Regions from separate parts of the Rattus norvegicus genome. Here region 1 is linked to region 2. A link is a contact called in public Hi-C data. All regions are on one chromosome and are shown on one strand. Each heading gives the region's core, a stretch centred on a gene start, on an enhancer-like site or on the middle of the called end of the contact. The rest is flanking DNA. Distances are from core to core; before and after follow the strand shown.

Region 1 (4,914 bases), core at 1,435-3,934, 65 kb after region 2:
AGAACGCTGATGCTAGCACTCGTGAAAAAATGCAACGGGCTAATTATGAAGCCATATATCTCACTAAAGAGGCTGTGCCTGGAGATGCTAGGCAGCGCACGCACACTCGGATCCAGGGTCCTAGGACAACATAATTCTGGTTTTCTGCACCCAGATTCCTCTCTGATCTACAGTTCAAAGTGTCAGGCTCTCTATTCTTTCTCAATTCTGCACTCTTTCTAGGTAGGACACAGGCCAGGAAGGGAAGGAAGCAGGGGCAACCACAAGGCACATTCCAAGACACTGCAGGAACACATCCAAAAGATGACAGACCTCAAGTCAAAGCAGAAAAAGTCTCTGAGCCTGCAAAAGAAAGGGGATGCTGGAAGGCAGAGGTGTGTCAACAGAGTCAGTGTGTGGGAACTGTAATACGCAGAATGAGAAACAGCAGCAATAAACAGAAAGATAGAAACAACATATCTGAAGCTGAAAGGAAGAAAGGGATCTTCCAGAAAGCTGCTACCGGGGCGTGAAATTCAATGCAGAAAAGCCAAGGGTCTCACAGCCAGGTACAGGAGGGAAAGTTAATATGCAGAGGAAGGCTCGGTCAGCCAAAATTCAATACGATTTGCTGCAAGGACAAGGAGGAACAGACTCCCCGAAACCAGACTAGGGAGGGGGAGGGGCGCCACAGCACGCCACTCAGAGCAAAGCCACTGGAATGGCAAGAGGGGAATAACCTTGAGGTGGACATGCAGTCAGGAACCCAAGCACAGAGCCAAAGTGCCCCCTAGCCGGAGCCAGTGGAGACGCAGGCCAGAGGTGGCCGCTCGGCTAACTCAAACAGCCCAAATTAAGTGTTTTCACTCAGGGAAAATGAAATGTTTTGCAAGATGAAACAGAATGAAAATTGAGGTTTTAGGTAATTACTAGTTGGCATTTACATATCACGGGCTGGTTCAACACCTATTCATTTTCCTCTTTTATTTAAAAAATTGCTCATTAAAAATGAACAGATGACAGTGACAGGGTTTTGGGTTTTTTGTTGTTTTTTTTTTTTAAATTCTTTCTCCTCTCAGGGTTACAAAATCGAGAGGTTCACTTTAGCCCATTTATCTACAAATTAGCACACAAGCGTACACATGCAAGCATGCGTGCACACACTTCTATCTAACGTATACTAACCACGAGAAAAGGAAACAGAAGAAAGGAAAACCTGTCCACAGAGCCTGAAGTCACAAACTAGACAGTGAACTGAACTTAGGAAGGGATGGACAGTCAAGTGCCCCAGTGCTCAAAGAGTTAAAGGAAGGAGTCTCCCTCTCAGCTGGAATTTCCTGGTTGTGGTCATTGTGTCCTTCCTATTGTTGCTGTGGGTTCCAGCCCTGCAGTAATTATGCTGTGGGCCTTAATTTCCTTTGTTTTATTTTTCCTTGGTCCTTTTGTTTTTCACATTAAAGAATAAAATACCTCTGCAAAAGCACAGAAGAGTTGACACCATTCAACACAATATATTTTAGGGGCTATTGTGTAAATCTGTATTTAGGGAATTCTAAAGCATGCATTATTGACCCTGGTCTCTCTTAAAACACTGATAAATGAAGTAAAAGCCTCTATGAAAAGTGGCAACTTCACATGCGCAAAAACCACCTTTCAAAGTGAAATATCTGTCATCCACATTTTTTTCCTTGGCCCTAGTTAAAAATACTGCTCACCAGAATGCCACTGTTTTGTTGTTTTATGGGAGTAGTTCTTCCAGAGACGATTGTGGCAGGCGGACAACCACCTTATACCAACCACCACACACTACTTAGTACCAAGTGACAGTGGTCTCGGGGACCGGGTGACTTTGGAGAGGTTTTTCTGCTCAGCAGAGGACTCTGGGCCAACTTAGAGCACAGAGGAAGCTGGAGCACAGAGCAGCCAGCCGCGGGGCAGGGACCCAGATGCTGCACACTACTGAGCGTCCGTCCGTCTGTCGGCACTGCAGAAGGAGCGGAACACACAGGCTTGCTAGAGAGGAAATGAAAACCCCAGCCTCTGGGCTGAGAAGATCAAAGTTCCTTTTTAGGAAAGGTTGAGAAGGAAAAGGATTTCTCCTCTAGGCGGAAAGAAAAGCACATTTAAATGCCTTGTCCCCACGCATCCCCACCTGAATTTCCACAGCAACCCCTCTAATTTCTGATGCAGTCAACAAAGCAGTTACCCAAAGAGGGGAGAAAAAAAGGATGACATTTGCCTTTTCCTTGGCTTTGAAATCCAACTGGCAGCAGATTGTTTGAAGTCCTGTTTAGAGAAGGAACTGTAATAGCCTCCATACTGAAAAGAGGAGGGAAATGCCATCATACACGGATCACGGGAGCAGGGACCTCAGCAGAGAAGGCAAGCGGGCTGGCACGCCAGGAGCAGAAATAAAAGGCTTATGTGTCAGAGCTGAGTGGCAAGAGTTGGGGACTTGGTCCCGGGGAGCACTAAGGAGAGCAGGGAGCTCAAAGCCCAGAGCAGTGTCTCTCCATAGCTCCTTGCCTGCTCCTTTCCTCGTCCCCTGCTCCTGTAATTTCAATATCCCACTAACTCCCTGCACTGTTAAAGAGGAAGGAGAAAACACCCAGGCTTTGTGTTGTAAAATTAATGAAGGTGTCAAGCTGTTGAGTTGAATCACTCCAAAGGAATGTAATGACTCAGTGTCCACGCTGCTCCTCAGGAGGACCGTGAGCTCACAATGAAGGTGGTGTGTGACTCCAGCACTAAAGCTGTGCAGCACACAGTCCCCAGGACCTTCCTGGTAATACCTAGGTTCTTCCTCTCCGCTGCTTGCCGAATTTATGCTTTATCACTGCTCCGCTCAGGTGCTTACCTCATGGAGAACTACTCCAGCTCCCACTTCTCCTCAAGTCTGGGCCAGATGAAGTTCTCTCCTGTCATGCATGACTAAGCTGTGGTATGGCCGTGACAGGGACAAAGAAAGGTTGTGTCCCTGAAAGTGGCAACCTTAAGCATTAAGTCATCCCTAGGGCTAGACACAAAATAAATGACAACCAGGTGGCGTGTGGAGCACTCCCTCTGGAGGGCTTGACACCTTCTGTTCACAGGGCAAGATGGGCTTGTGCGTTCCGTGGGAGAGGATCTTCAGGTCAGGAAGCTCTGTCTCCATTACATGCACTGGCAGGCCCAGAATTCACAGCCCTTCTGCCTCGGCCTCCCAAGATGCTGACGTTACAGGAGTGTGCTGAAATGTCTGTATAAACTAAAACCTTCTGAGGAGTCACTAACCAGCACCTCTGACAGATAGCTAAGGGGTGAAAGGGCTAATAATGGGCAACTAGGATTTGAATTTAAAAAAAAGAAAAAGACCAGCCGCAGCCTATAAACAGCTTACGTTCCATGACTCTGGGGCTAGGGAGATGGACACCTCAACAGTTAAGAGGACTGGACTCCACTCCCAGCACCCATGCCAGGGCTCATAACTCCAAGTCCAGGGGAGCCAACCCTCTCCTGAATCTGCAGACACCAGGCACACAAGTAGTACATAGATATACATGTAGACAAAACACTCACACACATTAAAGAAAATTAATTGGTTAATTAAAGAAAGTAAAAATTAGAAGATGGCCTTCAGATCCACCAAGCAGCAGACCTGTGGCTGACCCATGATGACCAAGCCCTGATCCCTGCTGCTGCTGCTGCTGCTGCTGCTGCTGCTGCTGCTGCTGCTGCTGCTGCTGCTGCTGCTGCTGCTCCTCTATGGCCCAAGAGAAAAGCAGCAGTGTGACTTCCAGAAGTGTGATCGAAACAGAGAGGGCAGGGCCAGCCTGAGGACTCTCAAACTTAGAGTAAAATACAGGAGTTGAAAATGTACTGCTCAAATGGTGGCATGTGAGCAGCATCTCTTGAGGGAAGTGCCCTCCTCAGCACACACAGGCCTAGACGGCGGCATCAGATGACCTCATATCCCATGAAACAAGTTCATGGCTAGGTCATACACACCAATAACACAGTCCCTAACACAAGTCCCATGTCTGTAGACAACTCCCTAAGTGTCCCATCCAAACTGTCCAACACAGCGGGAGGGACCTCTGATGCCCAAGAGGAAGAGGTACTGAATGAAGTAAGGAAAGGACAACTGCTGTTCACACCCATGCCAGACCCGTGCCAGGGGGCCCTTTTCAGTATGAAGGTGCAAATTATTTAAAAAAACACCTCAAGCAGGTCTTCTATTAAACTTCAATTTATATATCTTTAGCTCAGCAAGGAAGTCCACATCACACAGGGTAACAGTTCTCAGGGCTTGGAACCACCCAGCAACCTTTCACTCCCGTTATTAACAACTCCAGCTATTAAGAGATATATACACATGGGGTTGGGGATTTAGCTCAGTGGTAGAGCGCTTGCCTAGCAAGCGCAAGGCCCTGGGTTCGGTCCCCAGCTCCAAAAAAAAGAAAGGAAAAAAAAAAAAAAAGAGAGAGAGATATACACATATGGGGCAGGGGAACAGTGGCCGAGGGAGAAGTGGCAACAGTAGCATGTGGTGGCACCAGCCTTTAGCCCTGAACTTGGAGGGCAGAGGCAGGCACATCTGTGTGAGTTCTAGGACAGCCCGGTCTATGTGGTAAGACCTTGTCTGGAAAAAAAAAAAAAAAAGATCCCACAAAGGCCTACCAGAGCCCTGTTGGGCACAGAGTTGTGTCCTCTCCACAAAGGTGAAAGGAGCTTCTGCACGTTGGTCTGATGCTCTTACAGTCACGCACATCCAGGGCAGGTCAAATGAGCAGGCAGTGCACACACCATCACTGCCAACTTCACACAGTTCTCACCATTAAGAGCCAGCTTTATTGAGTAGCCTTCTCAAAATCAATGGTAACTCATTTCAAACTCCAGCTCTGCGTGGGGGACAGACGGAAGTTCACTCCTGTTATCCAAAGAATTATGAATCAC
Region 2 (5,077 bases), core at 1,898-4,397:
AACACACACCACAGAGCATCCTTCTAGAAAAGACAAGATGGGCGACGGCCATGAATGGTAAATGGGGGTTGGTGTAGGTGTATGTATGGCCTTTTCCTTTTCAAAGGGTAATATAAAAAGGCCAAAAGGCCTCCTCCCACCAAGATAGTGCCGAGTTCAAAGCATCAGCTCTTTCTTTCCCCACTTTAAGTGGAAGGCAAAAGAACAAAGACCCATAATACACTGTCTGACGGAGGATACAAAGAACTCTTCTAAGTCAATAATGAGATGAGTAAAGGCAGGAGACCAGAACAGACACGTCCCAAGACAGACAGACGTGCAGATGACTAGTAAGCACGTGAAGGCACTGCCCTGGCCAGGCACTACAGGAAGGGAAGCCTTCAGTAGTCAGCCCTGCACACACATTAACGTCTCTGACGCCCCAGCGGGAACACAGCTGCTGCCGGGGCTGGGACTGCTGGTGGAAAAGAGTTTACCAGTTTCTGATAAGGTTAAACCTACACTTAACATACAAACCAGCAATCTCCTCCTCGGCATCCACCCAAGAGACATAAAAGCACACAGAGACTGGTACATGAATGTGCACAAGAGTTTTACTCATAATGGCTAAAAACTGGAAACAACCCAAAGTCCATCAAGTGCTGAGTGGATAAGCACGCAGCGATACCCTTCCATACGGTGGGGGTGGATGGCTCAGTATAAAATGAGCAACTTCTGACTGCACAGCAACTTGGATGCGTCTCAGCACTACTGGGGCAGAGGAGCCAGACGCCTGAGCGGACAGGCCATATGACTCCATTTGTGGAAGCTCAGGGAAAGAAATATCTAAAGGCAGCAAGGAAAGGCAGAGCAGTGGCTGCCCTGGCAGGATTGGGTGCACTGACTGGAAATAGGGCGCAAGGGACCCTTTGGGGTACTGGAAACGTTCTGCGATGTAGTGACGGTTTTGGGAAGTGCACACTCCCCTCAGATGGTACCTGTTATTTCATGTAAACCACCCTCCTGAGGTCACAGGCACACAGCCTGTGCAATGTCCCTTCAAGGTTAGCAGTGGCTGAGAGCAAAAGCCAACATTTTCCCCAACCTGTTGGTGGCTGAAACCAAGGGAGAAAGTGACCTAAGGGTTCTAACACAGCCTGAGAAGCACATGCCTGATGGCGCCCGACTCACACAGAGGAATCTAACATTTAGATGTTATAAAGCGTGATAATAAAGTAGCAAGTCCCACCCTCCTAATAAACCAGCTGAACCTTTCTAAATACCACAGCAGCCAGCCACTGGAGCCTGCACAGGCCCGGTAACCCCTGAGTGTGAGTGCTCACGCCAGCTCCAACAACACTTTACTGGGCCTAGACGATGATGAAGAGGGCAGAGACGACTGGACAGACGCAGTCCCCAGTGCCCGCCCCATTTGCCAGGCTCCCTGCAGATGGGAAGACCATGCAACCACGTTCCAGTCAGCAAGGAGGAGATGGACAGGACGTGGCGATCTTGGGGTATCCTCGGGAGGCAGCTGGTCCTTCCCTTCCTTTAGGTTGTTGGATGGCAGATGGGGCAGTAGGGGGCTGGACCTGGTGGGCAGGACAAAATGGATACCAGCGAGCTGTCAAGGCAGCAGACTTGAATCCCTAAAGGCTGCAGAGCCTTCGTGGTTGGCTAGACGACCTGTGCTTAGATAGCAGAGAAAACTCATTTTCTGAGATGTAGCACTGCCCTAGTGACATGCAAAGCCAGTCCAAGCCTCACCCTTTCAAGGCTCTGAAGACTACCTACCATTCTGGGGTTCCCAAACGTCATTCCTATGCTTTAAGTGGAAACTCTCAAGATGACTGCCACACAATACAGCAGGGACTAGTCATTTCTGTCCTTCCCCATACTCCCAGCTTCCTTGTGCATTAAATGGTGACCTCCTGAAAGCAAGTGTGTCCATTACTATTTCCACAAGCTTCCGAGAACAGCCTACATAAGTTGAACATGAGAAAGGTCTGGCTGATGGGCAGGTGACCAAATGGGCATCGTCACCAGGCAGTTTCTTCTCAGTTCTCAAGCACACCACTGGCACGGGTCACCCGGACAGCAAGCATTTTTAGACACCTGCTAAGTCAGAGCCTCAGGCCATTTGAGTTGTATAAAAGCCTCAGGACTCACAGATTAATAGAGAAGACACTGAGACAGCCATTTGCATGCAGTGTGGTGGAGAGCAGGGGCTGAGAGCCACAGGTGCCTCCATCAGGGCAGAATGACGTGCACTGGAAGGGTGCCGTCAAGAAGTGGACAGTGGGCTCCAACCTGGGGAAAATCAAAGGCGACAGGGAGGGCAAGAGAGGTTCAGAATCCGCCTCTAAATAAGTGACTTTAACATTAGTCTAAGGGCAATTTTGTTAACTAGATGGTGAAACTTCTGAAACAACTGGCTATCACAGCTGCTGGTTATCTTCTGTCAGTGTGGGCTTAGCTGTCATTTTGCCTCCTCCTCAGATACTCCAGCTTCTTGGATCACCCGGAGATCCTTAAGGTCATCATGGAGTTTCCTGTCTTCACGCTCTCATCCATCCTGTCAGACCGCTGACCCCGTTACCCGTGGGGTCAGTGAAGCACCTGCTCTCAGGGGCTCCCTCCCCTCCTGCACCAGCCTCCTTCCTGCCTGCCTCCCAGGCCCTGACAAGCTGGCTACTGTCTGCAGAGCAGTCAGGCTTGGGCTACGGCCGGGAGCCTGTTCCCCAGGTGCTCTCAGGATGAAGTAAGAACTGCAAAGTCTAGAGGAAGACCTTAAGCCACCCAGACCCTTCCCTCTGTCCTGGCCATGACACGGACAGTTTCTCTCTGCCATGTGCTCTCTGCCATTGTCACCCAACACCCCAAGCCAACAGGTCAACAGTCACAGACTGGAACTATACACCCAGAACAGCCCTTTTCTATTTCTAAGTTGACTTTCTCAAGTCTTCAGCAGTGGAAAACAGACTAAGGGGTATGTTAATAACCTGTTTGTCCCAGGGGTCTCGTGCAGTGCCTGGTACATGGGAGTCACTCAGTCATGAGCTAAGGTACTCGGGATGAGTGTGTATTACCACCCAGGGCTGTGACTGAAGCAAACTCAGAAGAATGCTCTCTCAGGACTTCTCATCAAATGACTCAAAGCTCCGAGCCAGCCCTGGGCATCTCCGGTCTATTTTAAGAAGAGGCGGCTAAAGCCCCGGCCGGCCTCTGACGGGGCTCTACTGCTCAGTGACAAACACTGGCACCCACAAAACACTGTCCCAGCCCCTGCTCACACCTCCAGGCCCCTTGGTGCTCACCTCTCTGCACAGAAACAAGAGAAATCAGCTCAGCACGAATCACAAATCACTTAGCTCAGCACGGAGCAAGCCCCAGAAGCCCACTTGCAGGGCTGTGGACACGCTCGCTCACAAGTTCTGACTCAAAGTCAAACAGAACAAAGCCAAAAGGAGAAGCAGAGGATCAGGTTTCTCTTGGATCCCAGCCGGGCTTTTCCTGAGCTCTGCCTGACTTTCTCTGCAGCCGGAGGAACACTGGTTTATCCTCACACTAGGTGACACCATGCCCCCTCAGGTGTCACCTCCTGCCACTCTCACAAAGCCTCCTGACTGCCGTAGCCCACATTAATTTTGCTCTTTTCTGTAATCTTACAGAATTTTTGTCAGTATAATTAATTTTGGCATTAAATCACAATGTCTGATGTTATTCTCTTTTTCTTAAGAGCATGTAAAATTCTCAAAGTTCATGTTTGAAACTCTCATATAATACCGAGTTGAGCATCCAGTGGGTGCTTGGGCTGAGCTGAACAAGTACCATTCTGGCAGCTCTCCTCAGCACGGGCATCAGTAACATTTCAAGGTCAAGCACGCTCCCAGAGAGCAGAGACAGCAAAAGAGGCACCCAGCAGCCCCATGGCCACTAAGCTAGGGTGGTCGGGAAATCAAGGTCTGCATATGCCAGCTCCTCCACGTGTTCTCAAGAGAGACTAAGCTGACACGGAGGTACTTGGGGCTCACCAGAGGGAAGCCCGTTTTCTGGGCGTGGGCTCAGAGATGAAATGTCCTTACACGGATGAGAAATGGGAAGGGAAGGGACGCAGTGGTTCCAGGCACAGAAGCAGGAGCACTCAGGAACAGAGGCCATAAATCCCTCCCAGACACAGATAATGCCTCGGTGATAAGCATGCAGACTGCACACCTAGTTCAGAAACTCCCCTGAGTTTGGTTGTAATTAAGGGGGTTAGAGAGGTAAAAAAAATATATAAACCCAATTAATCATTTAAATATTTAAAGTCAGATTTCCCCCCTCACTCCAGGATTAGTAGGTTTCATAACGCCAGCAGCCGACAGCCCTGGTTTTTACTGGGGTTCATTTTAGAGCATGTTTAAACTAGTCAGATTGAGTGATGCTTCCAGCAACTAATCGCATGTCAAATAAAAGATATTTTATGTAATAAATTACCGCTACAAGTAATTCAAATGTCATTTATCAGTTTTATTATCAGTCAGGCAAAGTCTTGTTTCTCTATATTAATCAAAATCAAGCTTTTTTTTTCCCCCTCTTTTTTTTTTTTTTTTTTTTTTGAGCAGTTTTGACACCTCTTGGTAAAAGTACTGAAGTGAAGAGCAGAGTCACCCAGGAGCTGAATGGAACAGTGTAACACTAGCAGAGACTGAAGCTCGGTGGTGACAACTGAAAACTCAAGTACTAAAACTGTCATTGCCACTGTTTCTGTGCTACTGTCAAATCAGGAGGAAGCCTGTTTCTAAGGAGACATGTGCTAGTTAGGCCAGGAGACTGAGACCCTCAGCCTGCAATCCTGAAGGAGGCTGGAGACTGCACACCATTGCCCCACCCAGAGAAGCATCAGTTAACTCTGCACTCGCAGAAGGCAGGCAAGCGAAGGGGGCCTGATGCCAACCCTGTGACCAACCAGAACAATTTGTCCCGAGCAGGAAGTTTTCAAGTAGCGGAGAGACCTGTTTGGTGTTAAGCCATGGGAGGAAACAGCTGGCGCAGAGCAGATGTGCGTCTTAGAAATTCTGCACCCAGCTGCCACTGCCTATCCTCAACAAATCCC

The links. Hi-C and Micro-C count contacts between places; a contact is called where the count stands out from the background.
Region 1: a Hi-C map of the A7r5 cell line shows a contact between it and region 2, with 1.5 times the contacts expected there. The contact joins two enhancer-like sites. A contact is called at or near these places in 2 of 12 Hi-C or Micro-C datasets (the A7r5 cell line and kidney).

The regions. Positions count from the first base shown.
Region 1 is chr5:164,767,212-164,772,125 of GRCr8, forward strand. The region is part of intron 2 of Pex14 (peroxisomal biogenesis factor 14); the gene reads right to left. Among named protein-coding and RNA genes, the nearest start is that of Pex14, 50 kb to the right of the region's middle. Within about 2 kb of position 2,685, at least 14 of the 93 cell types and tissues checked have an H3K27ac peak or open chromatin away from gene starts, as enhancers often do. A contact at or near this core is called in the A7r5 cell line, where this site is marked.
Region 2 is chr5:164,701,619-164,706,695 of GRCr8, forward strand. The region is part of intron 4 of Pex14 (peroxisomal biogenesis factor 14); the gene reads right to left. Among named protein-coding and RNA genes, the nearest start is that of Pex14, 120 kb to the right of the region's middle. Within about 2 kb of position 3,148, at least 8 of the 93 cell types and tissues checked have an H3K27ac peak or open chromatin away from gene starts, as enhancers often do. A contact at or near this core is called in the A7r5 cell line, where this site is marked.